Linked DNA regions of Zea mays: region 1 is linked to region 2. A link is a contact called in public Hi-C data. All regions are on one chromosome and are shown on one strand. The core of a region is the stretch at or near the end of the contact, and the rest is flanking DNA. Distances in the headings are between cores, read along the strand shown.

The links. Hi-C and Micro-C count contacts between places; a contact is called where the count stands out from the background.
Region 1: a Hi-C map of leaf mesophyll shows a contact between it and region 2, with 2.6 times the contacts expected there. The contact joins the promoter of LOC100384553 here to the promoter of LOC103629620 in region 2. A contact is called at or near these places in 7 of 25 Hi-C or Micro-C datasets (bundle sheath, ear, endosperm and 3 more).

What each region holds. Positions count from the first base shown.
Region 1 is chr6:98,834,221-98,837,452 of Zm-B73-REFERENCE-NAM-5.0, reverse strand. It overlaps LOC100384553, which reads left to right and starts at 1,677. Exons shown (of 4, transcript NM_001367254.1): 1 at 1,677-1,842; 2 at 2,008-3,232. The coding sequence starts at 2,191.
Region 2 is chr6:98,644,900-98,648,257 of Zm-B73-REFERENCE-NAM-5.0, reverse strand. It overlaps LOC103629620 (probable beta-1,4-xylosyltransferase IRX14), which reads left to right and starts at 2,084. Exons shown (of 3, transcript XM_008650703.4): 1 at 2,084-3,348. The coding sequence starts at 2,501.

The sequences.
Region 1 (3,232 bases), core at 428-2,927, 190 kb before region 2:
TAAAACAATAATATATAAAATATTCGCATCATAGTAGTGCATAAAATGGTCTCAAATGTTTAATCCATAAATTGGCTCGTTATGTTTTTGTCCAATGGCAATTGCGGGTAATTTCGATCAAACTTTAAGAGGAGGTCCATATTTGGTTGGTTGAGAAGCTATTTTAAGGAAGGGTGGAGTAGGTTTTTTTAGATCCCACCTTTCTTCACAAAAACGACTCCCGATCTTTTGGCTCCACACAAGAATCAGTTTAAAAAATACCCGTTTGGCACAGCTCCTCCAGATCCTCGCTTAGAATCAGGAGCTGGAGCTGTGCCAAACGGGCCCTAAGTATTGATGAGGAGTCGGAAGAGTCGGCTCTAGTCCATCCGCACGCACGAGTACGAAAGAGGAGGCAGAGGCACACATGTCATTGTCAATAAGCAGCATCAGCAGCAGCTAGATCATCCATCGATCCCGTCTTAAATCCTTAATCCCCAAATATATACCGGCCGGTTCATTAATTAACCCAGTTGTACGTCTCCACGACTTTATGTGTTTGATTTGAGGTTAAAGTGGGATGAACCGAGGAGGTGACACCGTCCCTTTCGGGATTTACCTCGTCCTTACGGGCTGATTTGGTGGTCAAGGATCCCGAGGGGATCCATAGAGAAGTAATTCCATTGGTATTTAAATTTGAATAGCAAAGTGATTTCTCCCTATGGATTACCTCGGGATCCCTGATCACCAAATCCGCCCTACGTGACTTCCATCCAAACATTATAAAAACTGTGACCGCCTCCTTCCATCCCTCCATACACATCCAACCAAACACAGGCCTCATCTGATCCAGTCCTATCCACGTCACACCTGATTATAATTAACAAAAGAAAAAGACATTCTTAATTGCCTCGCCGCACGCATGCATAAACGCTGTAACGGAACTTGGGAGCTTGGAAGAAGAGTCACGGTCCATGGATGAGGTGTTTGGTTGCCCCTGCTAAAGTTTAGCCCGGGTCACATCAAGCGTTTGACTTTCAAATAAGAGTATGAAATATAGACCCAACCAACTGGATTAGATTCGTCTCGTCTTTTAATCTTCGGTTGACAAATTAGTTTTATAATTCGACTACATTTAATAACCGGAACGGAGGTTCAAACATTCGATGTGATAGGGGCTAAAGTTTAGTTTGGGGTAACAAACACCCCCGAAGTCTTCCCTGTAGTGACCACGTGAAAGCTGCGGCATAAACGCTGCTTAGCCCCGTGTTGTTGTCCAATGCAATCTGCTGGACGACATGACTCTGTGCAAAAAAGTATTACTGTTGTTGTATGATGTGCGATGGAAACAACAGCACTTTTTTAGATTTGCCTGATTGTTTCCTTCTGATTCCGATCGATCGAGAGAGATAGAGAGAGAACGGCTACGAGAGACATGAGACAGCAGTGGACAATGAGTACAATGATGCAGCTCGTCGTTGTGGAAAATAGCACTAGCGCTGGCACTTTGGGTGTGCAACTGAAAAGTAACAATAAGCAATTTACAATTAATTAAGCCACTAAGCAGAGTAGGCAGAGGTATCCCCTTCAGATGCAGAGCTGTTTGCTTGACTGCCCTTTCTCTCTTCCTCTCTCTCTCTCTATTTATTAGTTGTTTTGCTGCCCCCATGTCAGCTGAGGTCTGCTCACCTGTGTGAGAGAGAGTGTGTGAGTGTGACCGTGGGTGGGGTGGGGAGGAAGACGAGCCCGTCGAGCTGTGCCGATTTTGCCCCCGAATCCGTCGTTACCCCTGCTTTGGAGGGATCTGAAGGTGCTGGTGGCCTGCTGCTGCCTGCCTGTCTGCCAGGAGCCCAGAGGCCAGAGGTGAGTGACTGGCCCGATGAATTCCGCAATCTTGTGGAGCTGTGGTGCTGGCGTGGCGCTGCCGTGCTGCTGGGTTGGTTGGGTTCCCTTTCCCTCCCTGCAAAATTTTCTGAGGCGGAGAAAAAAGTAATATCTCCATTGCTTCCCCCTGCTTCCTTTTTTCAGCAGAGACTGTGGTGGTGGTGATGGCGGCTGTGCAGCGGAAAGGCTTCTCGTCGTGGTACTAGTGGAGGAGGCGTGAAATTTCATCCATAAAGGCTGTCGCGGTGGCCGGTGGGTGGAGATCGCGCTCAATTCCCGCCGAAACCGCCTCCGGGGTAGCGTGGCCGCGGGAAGTGGGAGTGGGAGATGATTACTTTCGTGGACTCGGCGGCCATGGAGCTGGAGAGGGAGAGCGGCAGGTGCCTGGTGGACCCGCAGCTGTGGCACGCCTGCGCCGGCGGCATGGTCCAGATGCCGCCGGTGCACTCCAGGGTGTACTACTTCCCGCAGGGCCACGCCGAGCACGCGCAGGGCCACGCCCACGCCGACCTCCCCGCCGGCCGGGTCCCGGCCCTCGTCCTCTGCCGCGTCGACGCCGTCCGGTTCCTGGCCGATCCGGACACCGACGAGGTGCTCGCCAGGGTCCGCCTCGCCCCCGTCCGGCCCAACGAGCCGGACCACGCCGACGCCGCGGCGCCGGGCGCGCGGGAGGACAAGCCCGCGTCCTTCGCCAAGACGCTCACGCAGTCCGACGCCAACAACGGCGGGGGCTTCTCCGTGCCGCGGTACTGCGCCGAGACCATCTTCCCGCGGCTGGACTACTCCGCCGACCCGCCCGTCCAGACCGTGCTCGCCAAGGACGTGCACGGCGTCGTCTGGAAGTTCCGCCACATCTACCGCGGCACGCCCCGGCGCCACCTGCTCACCACCGGGTGGAGCGCCTTCGTGAACCAGAAGAGGCTCGTCGCGGGGGACTCCATCGTGTTCATGAGGACGGGGAACGGGGACCTCTGCGTCGGCATCCGGCGCGCCAAAAAGGGCGGCATCGGAGGAGGGCCGGAGTTCCCGCACCACCAGCCGCCAGACGGCGGCGGGTACGGGTACGGGTACGCCGGCTTCTCCACGTTCCTGAGAGGAGAAGAGGACGACGCGGCCGCGAGGGGCAAGGTCAGGGTGCTGGTGCGGCCGGAGGAGGTCGTCGAGGCCGCCAACCTCGCGGCGAGCGGGCAGCCGTTCGAGGTGGTCTACTACCCGAGGGCGAGCACGCCGGAGTTCTGCGTCAAGGCGGGGGCGGTCCGCGCGGCCATGCGCACCCAGTGGTGCGCCGGGATGAGGTTCAAGATGGCCTTCGAGACGGAGGACTCGTCCAGGATCAGCTGGTTCATGGGCACTGTCGCCGCCGTGCAGG
Region 2 (3,358 bases), core at 835-3,334:
CGATGAAGTGCTCCCGTGGCTTGTAGTGGGCTTTTCGCCGGTCTCCATCTCCTTCTTGGCGTGATCTCCCGACATCACTTCGAGCGGTTAGGCTCTAATGAAGCACCGGGCTTTGATACCAATTGATAGTCGCCTAGAGGGGGGGTGAATAGGGCGAAACTGAAATTTACAAATATAAACACAACTTCAAGCCGGGTTAGCGTTAGAAATGTAAACGAGTCCGCGAGAGAGGGCGCAAAACAAATCGCAAGCAAATGAAGAGTGTGACACGCGGATTTGTTTTACCGAGGTTCGGTTCTCGCAAACCTACTCCCCGTTGAGGAGGCCACAAAGGCCGGGTCTCTTTCAACCCTTCCCTCTCTCAAACGGTCCCTCGGACCGAGTGAGCTTCTCTTCTCAAATCAAAGCCGGGAATAAAACTTCCCCGCAAGGGCCACCACACAATTGGTGCCTCTTGCCTTGATTACAATTGAGTGTTGATCACAAGAGCAAGTGAGAAAGAAAAGAAGCAATCCAAGCGCAAGAGCTCAAAAGAACACGGCAAATCTCTCTCGCTAATCACTAAAGCCTTTTGTGGAATTGGAGAGGATTTGATCTCTTTGGTGTGTCTAGAATTGAATGCCTAGCTCTTGTAAGTGGTTGAGAAGTGGAAAACTTGGTTTCCATGAATGTGGGGGTGGTTGGGGTATTTATAGCCCCAACCACCAAAAGTGGCCGTTGGGAGGCTGTCTGTTTGATGGCGCACCGGACAGTCCGGTGCACACCGGACATGTCCGGTGCCCCCGCCACGTCATCACTACCGTTGGATTCTGACCGTTGGAGCTCCTGACTCGTGGGCCCGCCTGGATGTCCGGTGCACACCGGACATGCACTGTTCCTTGTCCGGTGCGCCAGTATGGGCGCGCCTGTCTTCTGCGCGCGCAGAGCGCGCAATAAATGCGTCGCAGGTAGCCGTTGGCGCCGAATAGCCGTTGCTCCGGAGTTGCACCGGACAGTCCGGTGCACACCGGACATGTCCGGTGAATTATAGCGGACTAGCCGTTGGAGATTTCCGAAGCCGGCGAGTTCCTGAGGCCGCTCTTCCTTGGCGCACCGGACACTGTCCGGTGTACACCGGACAGTCCGGTGAATTATAGCGCGCTGGCCTGAGAAATTCCCGAAGGTAGCGAGTTCGAGTTGGAGTCCTCTGGTGCACCGGACACTGTCCGGTGGTGCACCGGACACTGTCCGGTGGTGCACCGGACACTGTCCGGTGCCTCCAGACCAGAGGTGCCTTCGGTTGACTCTTTGCTCCTTTGTTGAATCCAAAACTTGATCTTTTTATTGGCTGAGTGTGAACCTTTTATACCTGTATAATCTATACACTTGAGCAAACTAGTTAGTCCAATTATTTGTGTTGGGCAATTCAACCACCAAAATTAATTAGGGACTAGGTGTAAGCCTAATTCCCTTTCAACGCTTACAGCTAATGACTGCTTACATATTAGTTATTGACTTTATAGATATAAATAACACAATGACGACTATAGATGGCCAATAAGCACGAGGCCCACGAGCCCGGCACGAAGCCCGCTGTATGGGCCCGGTCCGAGCCCGGTACGACACGGTTCTATGCGGGCTCGGGTCGGTCCGGCACGAATAAGCGGGCCGATCTCGGACAGGAAACTAGGCACGGTGGGCTAGCCTGACACGGCCCGTTTACCCATAAACCCGTTTTTTTATACTAAAACGTGCTTATCAGCCCGCTTAGCCCTCTTTTCGGCCCGCTTAGCCCGCTTTTTGGCCCAATTTTTTTGTGCTAAACTGTCCGGGCCGTTTAGGCCCGCTGTGGGCCGGGCTCGGCCAGAAAATTGAGTCCGCGGACTTATACGGCCCGACACGGTTTTCTAATCGTGTCTAGCGGGCCAAGCTTCACCGGGCTCGGGCCGGACCGGGCCGAGCGGCTCGTTTGGCCATCTCTGACGACACAAGACACGGCGACCCGACGTCACCGAACGCACAAGTGTCGCCGGCGACCGAGCCGCGGCCTGGTCTAGTACAGTAGTCCAGTCCACCACCTCTCCCGCGCCACGCCGCGCCGCCGACCCCGTCCGCGTCCCGCGGGTTCGGCATCTCGGCCCCACCTCCACAACCCGATCCCCCAGTCCTCGGCTCGCGCACCTCCGCACCGCACCGCGCACGCGCTTGCGCCTTTGGCTTCTTGCTCCAGCGACCCCGCCGTCCCCGTCGGGCACCAACCCAACCCAACGCTCTCCTCCTCGCTTCCCTTCCTTTCCCTCTGCCCACCAATTGATAGCTCACCTCACCTCACCTCACCTCACCTCCGCACCCGCTGTTTCGTGCACCGCACTTCACACCCCACCAACCTTCTCCCCCCCTGAAAAACTATCTACCCCACCCCAAACCACCCCTACCCGCCGACGAGCGCGATCGATTGATTCGTTTCGCGCCGGGCGGCGGCGGAGGGAGCCCACCAGATCCGGCTACCGCCGCGGCTACGATGAAGTCGCTGCTGCCGCGGAGCGAGCTGCGGCGCTCGTCGGCAGCGGCCGTGCGGTCGTCGGCCGGCGGCGCCGCGGGGGGAGACGGTGCTGTGGCCGACGGCGGCGGGGCTGGGCCGCGAGCGCCCGCCTCCTCCACCTTCTGGTTCCTGCTGCACGCGCTCTGCTGCCTCATCTCGCTCTTCCTCGGCTTCCGCTTCTCGCGGCTCCTCTTCTTCATGCTCTTCTCCACCACCGCGCTCTACCACTCCACATCCTCCTCCTCCTCGGCCGCGGTCCTGCGCGCCACCACCACGACGACCACAACCACCACCACTACCACCACCACGACCAACACCTTCACGCTCTCCTTCGCGGCCGCCAACACTCCCCCCTCCGGCCCGGCTAACCGCACGGCGCTGGAGGCGGCCGCGGAGGCCGACAAGGCGGCGGCGTCTGGGAACCCGCAGAGCCACGTCGTGGTCGGGAGGCACGGGATTCGGATCCGGCCGTGGCCGCACCCGGACCCCGTCGAGGTGATGCGGGCGCACGGGATCATGGAGCGCGTGCAGGAGGAGCAGCGCCGCTGGTACGGCGTCAAGGAGCCGAGGCAGGTGCTCGCCGTCACCCCGACCTACTCCCGCGCGTTCCAGGCGCTCCACCTCACCGGCCTCCTCCACTCGCTCCGCAACGTGCCGTACCCGCTCACCTGGATCGTCGTCGAGGCAGGCGGCACCACCAACGCCACCGCGTCAATGCTTGCGCGCTCTGGCCTCACTGTCGTTCACATCCCCTTCCCTGACCGCATGCCCACCGAGTGGGCCGACCGCCACGCTACTGAGAACCGGATGCGCCTCCACGCCCTACGGTATGTATGG